2 separate regions of the Mus musculus genome follow, and region 2 is linked to region 1. A link is a contact called in public promoter capture Hi-C data. All regions are on one chromosome and are shown on one strand. The core of a region is the stretch at or near the end of the contact, and the rest is flanking DNA. Distances in the headings are between cores, read along the strand shown. Region 1 overlaps Zc3h18 (zinc finger CCCH-type containing 18). Region 2 overlaps Piezo1 (piezo-type mechanosensitive ion channel component 1).

Region 1 (6,529 bases), core at 1,580-4,079:
TGCACCCTGAAATTCTCGTACTGTCCACCACGCCAAAACCGTTCTATCTCATAGTCATAATAAGGGTCTGCATAAGGCTCAAGTCTGAAAAAGGAGCCAAAAGGAAGGAAATCGTGTCATTTAAGAATGCAACAGCACAAATTCTACATAAAGACAAGCCAACAGAATCCAATCCCACATAACAAAAATACACCCTGACCGAGTGGTGTCTGCAGCTAAGAACACAAGGATAGAACACAAGCAATAGGACAGCAGCACACATCAGTCAATCTGGGGGGAAGAAGATTTTTAACAGGTGAAGACAAAGAGAAACCGTCTGTATCCATTTCTAGAGAAAACACTCAACAAAAGAGGAATTGGCATTTTCTCAATGAGTTAGAAACATATTCTTAAAAGACCTGTAAGGACTGTCAGGATGGCTCGGACAGTGAAACACTAGCTGTAGATGCTTTGTGTTTGGCCCTAGAAAACCATCAACAATTCCACAAAGCTGTCCTTGGACCCCCACACCATACATGATATGCACGGACACACACACACACACAGTAACACACACACACACACAGTAACACACACACACACAGAACAGTAGCAGCAGCAGCAGCACTAAGGCCAAAGCTGGAGAGAAGCATGGAGGAATTCTCTCGCATCAGGACACAGTAGGACCCATCCTCACCTGCTGGTGTATGTAGATACTGATGACAAGACTGGCAAGAGGAGCCCAGAGAGGTGGAAACACAGAAAAACGGTCTCTATCTGCCATCCTGTGACACTACACCTAAGTAGCCCATGACAGAGCCAAGTCACACAACCACTCACTCACCTCAATAAGGCAGGACAAAAGCCTAACACGGAAACCTAGCTCCTCACATACAGCTAGGGCAGAGGCATAGAACCACTTGCGATAGCAGAGGGACGGTGCTTTGGAAGGACACATATTCACCCTGAAGGTCACAAAGCAACAACTAAGTGAGAAGTGACAGAGCACGCTTAGCAGCATTGGGTTCACCCTGCACTGCTCATTAGTATATCCCTAGAAAAACCAGTGAGGATATTCCCAGGCTAGACAGATACACTGACAGCCTTGGTCTACATGAGAAAGAGACACGAGCCTAGCCAAGAAAACTCAAGGAAGAAGGCAGCCTCTGAGGTTTGACAGGAGCCAAGAGCGCGATGAAGCATGATTAGACGGGCTTCATTTAGTGCAGGATGCAGGCCCAGGGAGACACGCTAGGGTGGCACCTTTTTGTGTCCCCAGTACCTCACTACTCACACCTGGAAATCATGCCACCATGCTGGTGAGAAACTTTATAAACAAGGGGAGATATGAAATGGACTAAAAAAGTAACCATAACAATGTAGTTAAAGTCACCAAAACGTATAAGCTGCTTACTTTTGGAATTCTCAGTCTTTCTGAACCTGGTAACGCAAACCACAAAATGGACAGCTTGTGCTGTACACCACAGTTACTTTTTAACCCTCTTAGCTGACTCGCACCTGCCCAGTCAGTGCGGAGCTCCAAGGCATGAAGGGTGGCAGGTGACATGTGTGTTTAGGGGTGAAGGTGGGAGGTAGCTAGGCAGTGATGTTGAGGCACAACTACTTACTCCTTCTTTTCATCCCTTACCATCCAGTAGCCAGAAACGACAGAGCTGAGAACTGCAGAGAAGAGTCTTACGAGACTATGACAGTGACTCAACTGGCAATTTACAACACGGACTATCACTCATCCCCCCATGTCCTAAGCCCACACTGTGCACCCTCAGCAGGCAGAAATGAGACCCATCATCTTCCCAGTAAGGTTAGGAGCCCCTGATGAAGAAGCAGAGGAGGAGCACCTTCCAGGCCTCATCGTTCCCCTGGGTCTGACAGTCCACTGCAACACGCAATTCTCTACCGAGGGATTTTTCTTCTTTTTTTTTTTTTTTTTTTGAGATAGGGCTTCTTTTCTTAGCCCTGGCTGTCCTGGATTGCTCTTTGTACACTAGGCTGGCCTTAAACTCAGATCCACCTGCCTCTGCCTCCTAGTGCTGGGATTAAAGGTGTGTGCCACCATTCCGAGCACTATTGAGATTTAAAAAAAAAAAAAAGACCAGCATTAAATGTCTGAGAAAGGGACGGAAGAGATGGCTCAGTGCTAAGAGCCCCTGTTTGATGCGATTCCAGAGATCACAGTTTAGTTATCGTTCCTGTGTTGGGCAGCTCAAACAGCCAGGAACCCCAGCTCTAGATCCAATGGCCTCCTTCAGCCTTTGTGGATACATACACATATAACATAAATGTTTTTCATAAAACCTCGTTCCCCAAGCAGCTGAGGAAGAGGTAAGGAGACAAAGGTTCAGACTGCGCCAAGCCTGTAGGAACTTCAGGAGTGTACCTCAGAGGCAGCCTCCCAGCATGGAACTAAAGGGTCCTCCACAAAATTCAGAGTACGGAGGGAGACAGTGCCCTGGGCACTTGCACTGGCAACTGGCAGGGCACGAATGGGGCAGGGCAAGCAGAGGCTCCTTACGTTGTGTCTCTGACATCTCTCGGGACTCGAGAATTCCAATCTCGGAAGACTTCATTCTCCTTGTCAAACTCCCGGTCGTCTTCACCAATGGTTACTGTGAACCTTTTTTCTTCAAAGTCGGGCTCCTGCTCTTTCCGAATGGTTGCTTTTTTTAAAACCTAGCCCCAAAGACAGAAAGCCATTCAAAATTAAGTTTGAAATAAGGGGTTCCAAGGCCACTGGAAGGAACACAAGGAACCCGAGCCCTGCAGAGAAGGGTGTGGCAAGTACAGGACTCAGCCAGCTTCTGCGGGCCTCAGAGGATGGTTGGTCTCTGCACTGGTCTGCTGTGACTCATGTACACAGGAGAGCACTGGGGATCAGCATAGGGGGCCCCAGAAGACTTCAGTGTAAGCAAGGCCTTCATTTCAATCTCCATGAAGAGAGAACTTGGGCACTGACAAAACAAGGCTGGGTGTCAACAGACTCGGGGCCACAGTGGGCAGGCAAAGGGGGTCCTGAGAGAACTAGCAAGAGCAGACAGTGGGTGTGGGGGGCAAGGAGTAGCTCCCATAGAAAGGTAGGGATTGTCTCACTGCTTAGGGTAGCGGCCAGAAACACTTAAAAATGTTAACTCTACATCCACGGAGGGTCTCTCTGGCCTACTGAGATTTGCCTGAGACTGGGTCTGAGATGGCTAAATATTATTTCTCATTCTTCTTAAAGAAGCCCAGAAATGTTCTCACCGAGTCCCCGCACACCCTCTGGGTCAAGGCACTGGCAGTTTCGCTGGGCCCGCCCATCCCCTGGAGGGGACACCCTGTGCTTTTCCCCCAGAACACAGTGAGCTCTTACCTCTTTTGCATGTCGGAGTCCACGTTCCCAGGCGCTCTCTGTTGGGGGCTCTGGAGGGGGTGGAGGCAAAATTTCATCAACCACTGGCCCACCCTATTAAAAAATGAGAAGGAAATATTGAGGTACTTAAAAACCTATTAAGAAATAGGACAAGACATTTAACAATCAAGCCAGCTAGCTGCACGCAGCTGGCTGTCCTGCCCAGGGCCCACGTGCCCCAGCATTTGAGGCTACTTCTACACAAGCACAACAAGCCCCACAGGCGCTCCTTGACTCTCCATAGGACACTAGTTTGTCTTCAGCAAGATTCAGACAAAGCTCAGGTATCCCATCTGGTGGCAACTAAAGAGGAGCTCACGCACCCAAGGGTTGGCAGGCATCAGTGGGTGAGGTCCAAGAGGCGGGGCACCGTTGGGTGGAAAAGGTTCCGCTTTGGTGATGAGGGAGTAGTTGCCTTTGTCATTCACTCCAGGGTGGATAAACCTACAGCTCATTCCCCACGTGCAGTTTCCTAGGGAAACAAAAGTCCAGTGAGAAAGGACACCAAAGAACCCAACTGTGGAGGGCAGTAGCTGGGGTGTGCAGCACTTACTGACATCTTGGGAAGCAGCCATCCAACCTGTTCTGCCCACATAGGTCACTGGACCTCTGCCTCAACAGCCTGGCCTATCTCCCTCTCTGTGCACACAGGTATCCCAGGCTTACAGAGGTGAGCAGGGCAGGTCTGGGCCAATGGTTCAGGCCAGGCACTTCCATGAAATACCATTCCCTTATTGGGAGCTCCGCCTGGACCCCCAAGGGCCTGTTCATGGTCAGTCACTCGGCCAGCTCCTCACCACAGATCAAAAATATTCTTTGTGTTTCACTGAACATGTAGAGACATTTTGTGTCTCTATATAGTATAGTAACAATATAGTATAAAAAGGACTTTTTCATGCTGTGTCCAGGATTATAAAAGCACTTAGAGAGGGTTTACATTACAGGAGGGTATGTGCTACACCATCTTTTAATGGGGACTTGGATGTCCTCAGATTTGGATACCACAGGACCACTGGGCACCTCAACGGAATAAAGCAGAGAAGCCATAGTCTCTAGAGCTAAAGGGCAGAGGCAACACTGGCGCCTCCAGGGAGCTCTGGTGGGTGCTGGACATGTGTTTTGACTCATACTGAGGTAGAAATATACAGGAGGCATGAATATTATCAGATCTCTGTTGAGTTTGTCCCAGGGTGGCCTTCTCCAAACTACTTCAGGATTATTTCTGGCCCTTAAATGTATGATATTAAGCTATTTTAATTTATCAACTCAACCAAACTACAATTTGATACTTTGCTCACAAATAATCAGTGGAGCTGGGGATTACTGAAGGAGCTGCTCCACTCTTCAGTGCTTTTGTCTCATCTATACATACGCCACTAAAATTAAAAAAAAGAAAAAAGAAAAAAGTTCTGGGATGAACACTGTGGTCAAGTTTTTAAATCCTTTTTATGCAAAGAACATGGTCGTTTAAAAACTACAATGATCCAATAGTTAAATACAGCCTGAATTAACAGATATTAATGGAAGACTAGTACAAGTTAGTCATTCTAGATGTGTAATGGCAAAGAATATATAATAATAATCCAAAAGAAGTAGACATTTGTATGGATTAAGCTTATAGTAACATATATGGATTAAACTGGTTTCCTAACAGTCTGCCTTTTAAATTAGAAGTGCATTAGAATGTATGCCTTGTATATTTGACTGATCTTCAAGATTTTTAAAATATATTAAATGTGCTCTTTACTTGTTGTTGTTGTTTTTTTTTTTTAAATTGGACAAAAATGGGGAAATGTAGTAGGTTTGGCCTAATGTTGCTTGTATTATGATGATAATCTGGGTCCCCAAAATTCCTTACACGAGGGTCCACAAGTAAGACACTGAGGGACCCTGCCCCCAGTTGGCTCTGAATGGTAAATAAAGATGACACCAGTCCACGGCTGGGCAGGTGGACAGAGGCAGGACTTTTAGGATTCCCAGGCTTGGGACAGAGAAAAGCGGGAAAAGGAGATTCACCATACCTGGAGGAGGAGGAAGAGGAGGAGAAACACAATGCCTGACAAGAGTGAAGGACAGGGAGGCACAGCTGGCATGTTAAGGAGTTGAGAGAGCAGGGTCCAGTCAGGGCAGCCAAAGTAGAATATAGAATTTAGTAAGTAATAACTCAGGATTATCGGCAGGAGGTGGATTAACCATGTGGCGGTTCGGAAGTAGCCCAACTGTTGCACTGTTTAAAGCATATCAGAATGTAAAGGCTGTGTCTTTCATTCAGGAATGTAAACCATTGGGGAGGGTAGCAGGAACGCACTCCCGAGGTTTATTTCTTATTCAACGGGTAGATATTTGACATAAAATTTTTATGGTAAAACGAAGTAAAATCAGGAATATATGTGAATAAAGCATATATTCTCTAAAGAGCATACAGTAGAGCCGGGTGGGTATGACAGCAGAGCTTTGATTCCAGTACTCAGGAGAATGCCTGGGCTACATACTGACTCCTGTTCCCATGTCTCCAGAACCTTGTGCAGAGGTAGTTACCAACTTAGGGGCAGTCAAACATGTAGTCGCCAAATGTCTACCCCATTTTTCTTGACTATGTTATACACTTTGGCCTGATCTTTACTGCTCTTGTCTGTAAGCAATTTAAGAAAAAAAAAAAAAAAAAGAACCTACGTGATTAGTAGCAACAGACCTAAAACTGTATCAGTAATACTGACATATGACTATGGCAGATGTCTCGGCAGCAATCAAAGAAGCTAAACAGATGGCAGGAGGTGGCTGCCCATCACCTGCTGGCCACAGTCCCCATGTCCAGTGGCCGAGATTCATCCATACAAACGTGCAGATGCCAGCAAGAGCAAGCACACGGTGGCTATGTGCATGAGCAAGTGCATGTGTCTGTTAAGTTCAGAAATGGCCTTTAAGCTTGTGATCTATCGCTTGGATCAGTTCTCATCAGCTGCATGATTACCACCATAGGCAAAGCACTTGCCACAACAGTGAAGATAGTTTAACACTGTCACTTTACAAACAAAACACTTGTTTTGGTCCAGAGCGCACATTCTGACAAAGTGGTCCTCTATCATAAGCCTTGGTTCCCTTTTCAGCTAGTCTAAGCAACTACAAACAAGTAATAAACACAGC
Region 2 (6,529 bases), core at 2,597-5,096, 130 kb before region 1:
TTTGTTTTGGTTTTTAGTTTTTCAAGACAAGCGTTTTCTGTGTAACAGCCCTGGCTGCCCTGGAACTCACTCTGTAGATCAGGCTGGCCCTGGCCCCATAGAGATCCATCTCATCTCTGCCTCCGGAGTGCTGGAATTAAGTGTCACCACTCCTGGCCAAACTATGTTTTAGTAAATTCTCCTTCCCCCTCCTTGTTTAGATGTTTTAAATTATTTTTATTTTATATGTGACTGTGTGTGTGTCTTAATCAGGGTTTCTATTCCTGCACAAAACATCATAACCAAGAAGCAAGCTGGGGAGGAAAGGGTTTATTCAGCTTACACATTCACAAGGCTGTTCATCACTGGCTTTTGTGTGTCAGCTTACGTAAGTTAAGAGTCATCAGAGAGGAAGGAGCCTCAGTTGAAGAAATGTCTCCATGAGATCCAGCTGCAGGGGTTTTCTCAATCAATGATTGTTGGAGGAGGGCCCAGCCCATTGTGGGTGGTGCCATCCCTGGGCTGGTGGTCCTGGGTTCTATAAGAAAGCAAGCTGAGCAAGCCAGGGGAAGCAAGCCAGTAAGGAACATCCCTCCATGGCCTCTGCATCAGCTCCTGCTTCCTGACCTGCTTGAGTTCCAGTCCTGACTTCCTTTGGTGATGAACAGCAATGTGGAAGTGTAAGCTGAATAAACCCTTTCCTCCCCAACTGCTTCTTCTTCTTTTTTTTTTTTTTTAATTTATTTATTTATATGTAAGTACACTGTAGCTGTCTTCAGACATTCCAGAAGAGGGAGTCAGATCTAGTTACGGATGGTTGTGAGCCACCATGTGGTTGCTGGGATTTGAACTCCGGACCTTCGGAAGAACAGTCGGGTGCTCTTACCCACTGAGCCATCTCACCAGCCCCCAACTGCTTCTTGGTCATGATGTTTGTGCAGGAGTAGAAACCCTGACTAAGACAGTATGGATGGATGGATTTGCATGTGGAGGTCAGAGGACAAGATGGGGGAGTCAGTCTTTTCTTCAACCATATAGGTCCTGGGATCAAACTTGGGCTGTCAGGCTTGGCAGCAAGCACCTTTATCCTCTGAGTCATCTTGTTAGCCATGAATCCTTCATCCTTGGAAGTGGGGCTGGCCATCTGGGTATGGCAGTTCACATCTGTAATCCCAGCACTTAGGAGGCCGAGGCAGAAGGATTGTTGCTAATTTAAGGCCAGCCTGGACTGCCTAATTCCAGGTCAGCCTGGGCTACAGTGTGAGACCCTGACTCAAAAACAACAACAAAAAAACTACATGCCTTTAATCCCAACACTCGGGAGGCATGGGCAGTGGATCTCTGAGTTCAAGGCCAGCCTAGTCTACATAGTTTCAGGACAACTGAAACAATATAGTGAGACCCTGCCTCCAAACAAACAACAACAGCAAGCAAACAAAATCAGGGTCTACTGCACTACATGTCTACTGCACTCAGCTCCTGTGGGGCTGAGTGTCTGGCCAGCGGTCCCTGGAGCAATTGTCCAGCTGTGACTATTCTGTGGTAGAGCTTCCCTCCCCCAGCCAGTCTCTTTAAAGTCTTCAGATGTAAGGTTACCAACTGTACTGCTTGGCCCCGCACCTCTCGGGGGATAGCCCTGCAGGTTCCGTGGGTGGAAATGCCTTATGAAATCCAACTTGGGGGAGGCAGGGCTGGTGCACAGGCTGGATATCTCGCTCTGCAGGCCAGATTGCAGCTATAGGGAGCTGTGCATCTTGAGCAGGGCAAAGGTTAGCTGTCTGCTCACACATTGCCTGTTGGCGGTGTGTGCCTTGGAGCATTCTGTTGGCTAAGTGAGGAGAGCATCTAGGTGTCTACTCCTGGAGACAGGAGTGTACTGGCTGGTTTTTTGTGTCAACTTGACACAGCTGGAGTTATCACAGAGAAAGGAGCTTCAGTTGAGGAAATGCCTCCATGAGATCCAACTGTAAGGCATTTTCTCAATTAGTGATCAAGGGGGAAAGGCCCCTTGTGGGTGGGTGCCATCTCTGGGCTGGTAGTCTTGGTTCTATAAGAGAGCAGGCTGAGCAAGCCAGGGGAAGCACGCCAGTAAGTAACATCCCTCCATGGCTTCTGCATCAGCTCCTGCTTCCTGACCTGCTTGAGTTCCAGTCCTGACTTCCTTTGGTGATGAACAGCAATGTGGAAGTGTAAGCTGAATAAACCCTTTCCTCCCCAACTGCTTCTTGGTCATGATGTTTGTGCAGGAATAGAAACCCTGACTAAGACACGGGAGTGATTAGATATCTGTTGCTGGGTGAAGTTAGACTGCTTGGCTATACTTTGAACCCTTCATCTTTAAAAATGGGCTTGAACCAGTGAGATGCCTCAGTGGCTAAGGGTATTTTCTACCAAGTCTGATGATGTCCTTGCTCCAGGAACACAGCTCAGGGAATGGAGCCAGAATTCACTGACCGAAGGAGCACGGCCGGGGCGCCCTCTATGACTTTATCCACTTTGAGGCCCTCTGGCTGAATGTCTATGGGCAAGTCCTGCTCTGAACTCCCTATGTACTACACTGTCATGGTGGCTTCATGTGGCAACTGCTGTCCTTGGCCCTGCTGTGCAGGTCATAGGCCTGGGGAAGCTGAGTAAGGTCTCCTGTCCATGGGATGTGGCCAGCTGCAGGGTGGGTGGGTATGACCGGCCATTGCTTCAGGCCCCGAGATGCATAATGTGAGCTGAATGCTGGATGTCTCGTGGTGTCTGCACCATTGGTTCCCTCGGGGCTTGGCAGGTGAAGACCAAACCATGCATATTTCTTTGAAAGGGAAAGTGATGACTAGATACTCAAGCATCGCTGTAGTGTTATCTCTGACCCAGCAGGAAGGATGCTGAAGGTGTCAGACTTCCTTTGCTGAGGCCTGACTGTGAATTGATGCTGCCATTGGTCTTAGAAGACTCTGTATGTCAGAGATGAAATATAGATTTTAAAAGGTATTAATTCAGGAATACCAGAAAGGTGTGTGTGCTAGCTGTGGGGAGGTTTAGAAGTGCCCAGCCATTGACTGTATGGCAATCCTTTATTACCGATCAAAGCCAGATGTGGGCAGGGACCTTCAGCGTCTGGAAATTCGGCCTTTGGGAGCTGAATTAAGACAAAGCGTTAGAACCCATTCCCAGTGTATGTCTGCTTCTGGCAATGGTGAATAGGACCCAGAACCCCCAGTGATCTGTCCCTCAGCCTCTGCCCACATGGGCTTCAGCAGAAGCAGTGTTAGCCAGCGTCAAGGTTTGAATAAGCTCGGCCTGGGAAGCGGCACTATTTGGAGGTGTGGCCTTGTTGGAGTGGGTGTGTCACTGTGGGTGTGGGCTTAAGACCCTCACTCTAGCTTCCTGGGAATCAGCCTTCCACTAGTCACCTTCAGATGAAGATGTAGAACTCTCAGCTCCTCCTGCATCATGCCTGCCTAGATGCTGCCATGTTCCCGCCTTGATGATGATGGATTGAACTTCTAAACCTGTAAGCTAGCCCCAATTATATGTTGTCCTTTTTTTTTAAGACTTGCCTTGGTCATGGTGTCTGTTCACAGCAGTAAAACCCTAACTAAGACAGCCAGTCACTCCCTTTCTGTCTTTTTAAGGAGTAAGGTAATTGAGGCCTGCCCTAGCCCCACCAGCTGCACAGGTTTCTTGCCATGGAGCCCCTAAAAAAGCCCACCTGTTCTTCCTGTGTTGCCCCTGAAGCCTGGCCCAGGGAAAGGGCTGGTTCTGTTGTCGTCTTTAGGCCTTTTCCTTCCTGCGAAGAGGCTGAGCTCAGCCTTGACCCTTCGAGGCCCACAGGAAGCCAAGAAAGGCTCTTTGTGGTCAAAGGCCATGGGAGTCAAGAGTCAGTCTCAGAATTCCATAGCCTGGTGCTTCCACGGCTGCTTGGAGACTCAGCAGCCTCACACGCACGCTCAGCGAGCAGTCTCTAGGAGGTGAGGATGGAAGCTGGGAGAGCCAAGGACAAGCTGACAGCATGTCACAGTGCATACATACAGTGATTCTAGTTTGGTAGCCTTTAAGGCACATGGAATTGCCGACACACTTTACAGATGAGGAAACTGAGGCCCGGAGGTCATTCGGGAACTGGGCTAGGACTCAGCCACGAGGCTGCCAACACAGCCTAGGCCCCAGGAATATACCATGACCTAGTACCTCTGACTTGTCTGTGCTGAGTGGCATCTCCAGGTGATAGCTGTCCCCATCCCTAGACCCACTGAGGCCATGTGGGACATAGTCTGGTCCAAGCTTGGGCTGAGGATAAAAATAAGCCTGCCTTTCACTGGTAGGGAAGCCCGTCGATGCAGCTTCTCCTGGGAGGGGAGAGTGTGGTTAAGATGGAACTCCACCACCTTCCAGGGTGGGGTGGCAGGGAGGGTAGCCACTCTGGACACTGGGCAAAGGGGCCTGACCCTATGGGGCTGACACTGAGGCCCCCCGGGATCCCCCAGGGGATGTCTGCTGCTGGCTTCACAATCAGGAATTAGATTAGTTTTCCATAAAAACAGGATGTGGCGGTAGGAGGATGACCCGCCCGTCATTTCTCTCACTGCTTTTTCCAGGAACTGAACATATAGCCCTTGGCCAGCACTGTCCCTGTCCCCACCCTGCCTGCCTATGCAGGGAACAGCCCTCACTTTGCTCCTAAGTGGCTTCTTAATCGGCTCCTCTTGCTGGCCAGGGGAGCTCGCCGCTTCTCCCGGAGCCAGTAAGGCTCTGTGGGGATACTCTGGCAGTGTTCAAGGGCCAGACGGGGTATCGAGTGGGAGGAAGGTTTGGATCACTGAAGATGACTGACCTCCTTGTGCCCCAGCCCCAGGACACATCACTGGGCACAGAATTAGGGTTTTTGGGTCCCTCCTGTGAGCCTCTGAGATCACGGACTTAGAGAATCAATGCCTATTGTAAGCTGATGGGGGGGGGGGGGGGAGTTGCTGAGGAAGAGTCTCCAGGCCATGGCCTGAGCCTGGGGAAAGCTACAGAAAGAAATGTGAGCATGCTCCCATCCATTAGATGGGAGCATGGAGTGAGTTGGGTTCTGTTTCGTGGCTAGTAGGTCCCAAGAGAGAAGCCAGTGGGAGCTGAGTTTCAGTCTTCTTCACTCTACTCCCGACTTCTGCATGGTGGGGCAAGGTCCCTGGTGTTGAAGCTGGCTTAGTGGTACATTTCTAGATAGCTCTGTCCCTCCTGGCACAGTTCATCTTCTATGGGTGGGGACAGTGGTACTTCCCCTCTCCTAGGTGTCCCAGGTTCATCCTGTGAATACAGGACCCGCTCCCAGGCTGAGAGTTGGTGATGCTGTGAGGCTCTGAGATTTGAGGGGAGGGGTGGGTCCTCCCAGGAAATAGAATGGCAACCACAACCTCTCAGCACTTAGCACCTCAGCATCCCCAAGGGGGTGGTGATCAAAGCCAGAGAGAGTCTCTCAGTAGCTGTGGAGGACTGGGCCACTCACCAGGCTCTTCCCCGGCAGGTCTGGGGCTCCTGTGGCCTCCGTATCCTGGTCTTGGGATGGCTGTTGAGGGTTGGGCAACACAGCTCTCCTGCCAGGCTCTGCTGGGACCCTGCTCAGGCCAGGAATCCTGCTGCTTTCATCTGTTTCAGTCCCACACACCCTGCAGCCACAGGCCTGGAATACCCTTGACACTGACCCCCAGTAAAGCTAAAGCAATTCCCTGGAAGGGTTCTGGGAAGGCAAGAGGACTGTGGGACCCAGGCAGAGAGCACTGGCTTCAGTCGGTTCTGATGGGGAAGGTATGGTAGCAGGAACCGTGTCCCCACTTTTCTCCTCCATATTTTAAAGTCTTGAAAATTAAGACCATGCCAATGGTGGGGCACGCCTTTAATCCCAGCATTTGGGAGGCAGAGGCAGGGGGATTTCTGAGTTCGAGGCTAGCCTGGTGTACAGAGTGAGTTCTAGGACAGCCAGGGCTCTACAGAGAAACCCTGTCTTGAAAAAAAAAAAAAGAAAGAAAAGAAAAAAATTAAGACTACAAAGTATTCTGAGAGTTGGTCAGGTCTTTTACAAAAGGGGAAACTGAGGCTTGCTGGGCCCAGGTCTCCGGCTGTCCGGCAGTGATATCTACGTACCCATGTGTTGGGGTGGGACCAAGAATGGCTACCAGTGTGGCGGTTAGAATTGACATTGTTGATTTTTTTCCTTGGTCACTTGCCTTCCATTGTACATGTGGAGCCCAGAACTTTGCCACCCTGCCTGTGGCCACAGATGTTGAGAGCAGAACTTGGCTCTAGGTCTCCTTCTGATTGGCTGGTACTGCTCCTGTTGGGGTGCTGGAGCTAGAGTGGGGTCATCTGCTGCTTTGAGACAGGGGCATCCCATCTGTCTATAGCCATCTCTCTGTCCACCCATCCATCGTCTATCTGTTCTCTTATGATATTTGCTTCTCCATCATCTTTACATCCACTCTCTGTCCTTTCTTTATATTTATGTCATCTGCCCATCTGTCCTGTGCTGTCATTTACCAAGGTGTGGCTGGGGGAAGATGGACGCTCAGGCTTAGAAGGG

Evidence for each region. Capture Hi-C pulls out chosen DNA fragments and counts their contacts.
Region 2: a contact with region 1 is called in a promoter capture Hi-C map of adipose tissue. The contact joins two enhancer-like sites. A contact is called at or near these places in 6 of 39 promoter capture datasets (the 3T3-L1 cell line, 3T3-L1-derived adipocytes, hippocampal neurons and 2 more), 2 of 115 datasets of contacts at active chromatin or transcription factors (both in embryonic stem cells) and 3 of 9 other capture datasets (adipose tissue, liver and pancreatic islet).

What each region holds. Positions count from the first base shown.
Region 1 is chr8:122,395,146-122,401,674 of GRCm38.p6, reverse strand. Zc3h18 (zinc finger CCCH-type containing 18) reads right to left here. Exons shown (of 18, transcript NM_001029994.1): 4 at 3,709-3,857; 5 at 3,347-3,439; 6 at 2,513-2,670; 7 at 1-84. Among named protein-coding and RNA genes, the nearest start is that of Gm39270, 21 kb to the right of the region's middle. Within about 2 kb of position 2,829, at least 4 of the 459 cell types and tissues checked have an H3K27ac peak or open chromatin away from gene starts, as enhancers often do. A contact at or near this core is called in adipose tissue, where this site is marked.
Region 2 is chr8:122,529,533-122,536,061 of GRCm38.p6, reverse strand. All of the region lies in intron 1 of Piezo1 (piezo-type mechanosensitive ion channel component 1), which reads left to right. Among named protein-coding and RNA genes, the nearest start is that of Gm26497, 12 kb to the right of the region's middle. Within about 2 kb of position 3,846, at least 15 of the 459 cell types and tissues checked have an H3K27ac peak or open chromatin away from gene starts, as enhancers often do. A contact at or near this core is called in adipose tissue, where this site is marked.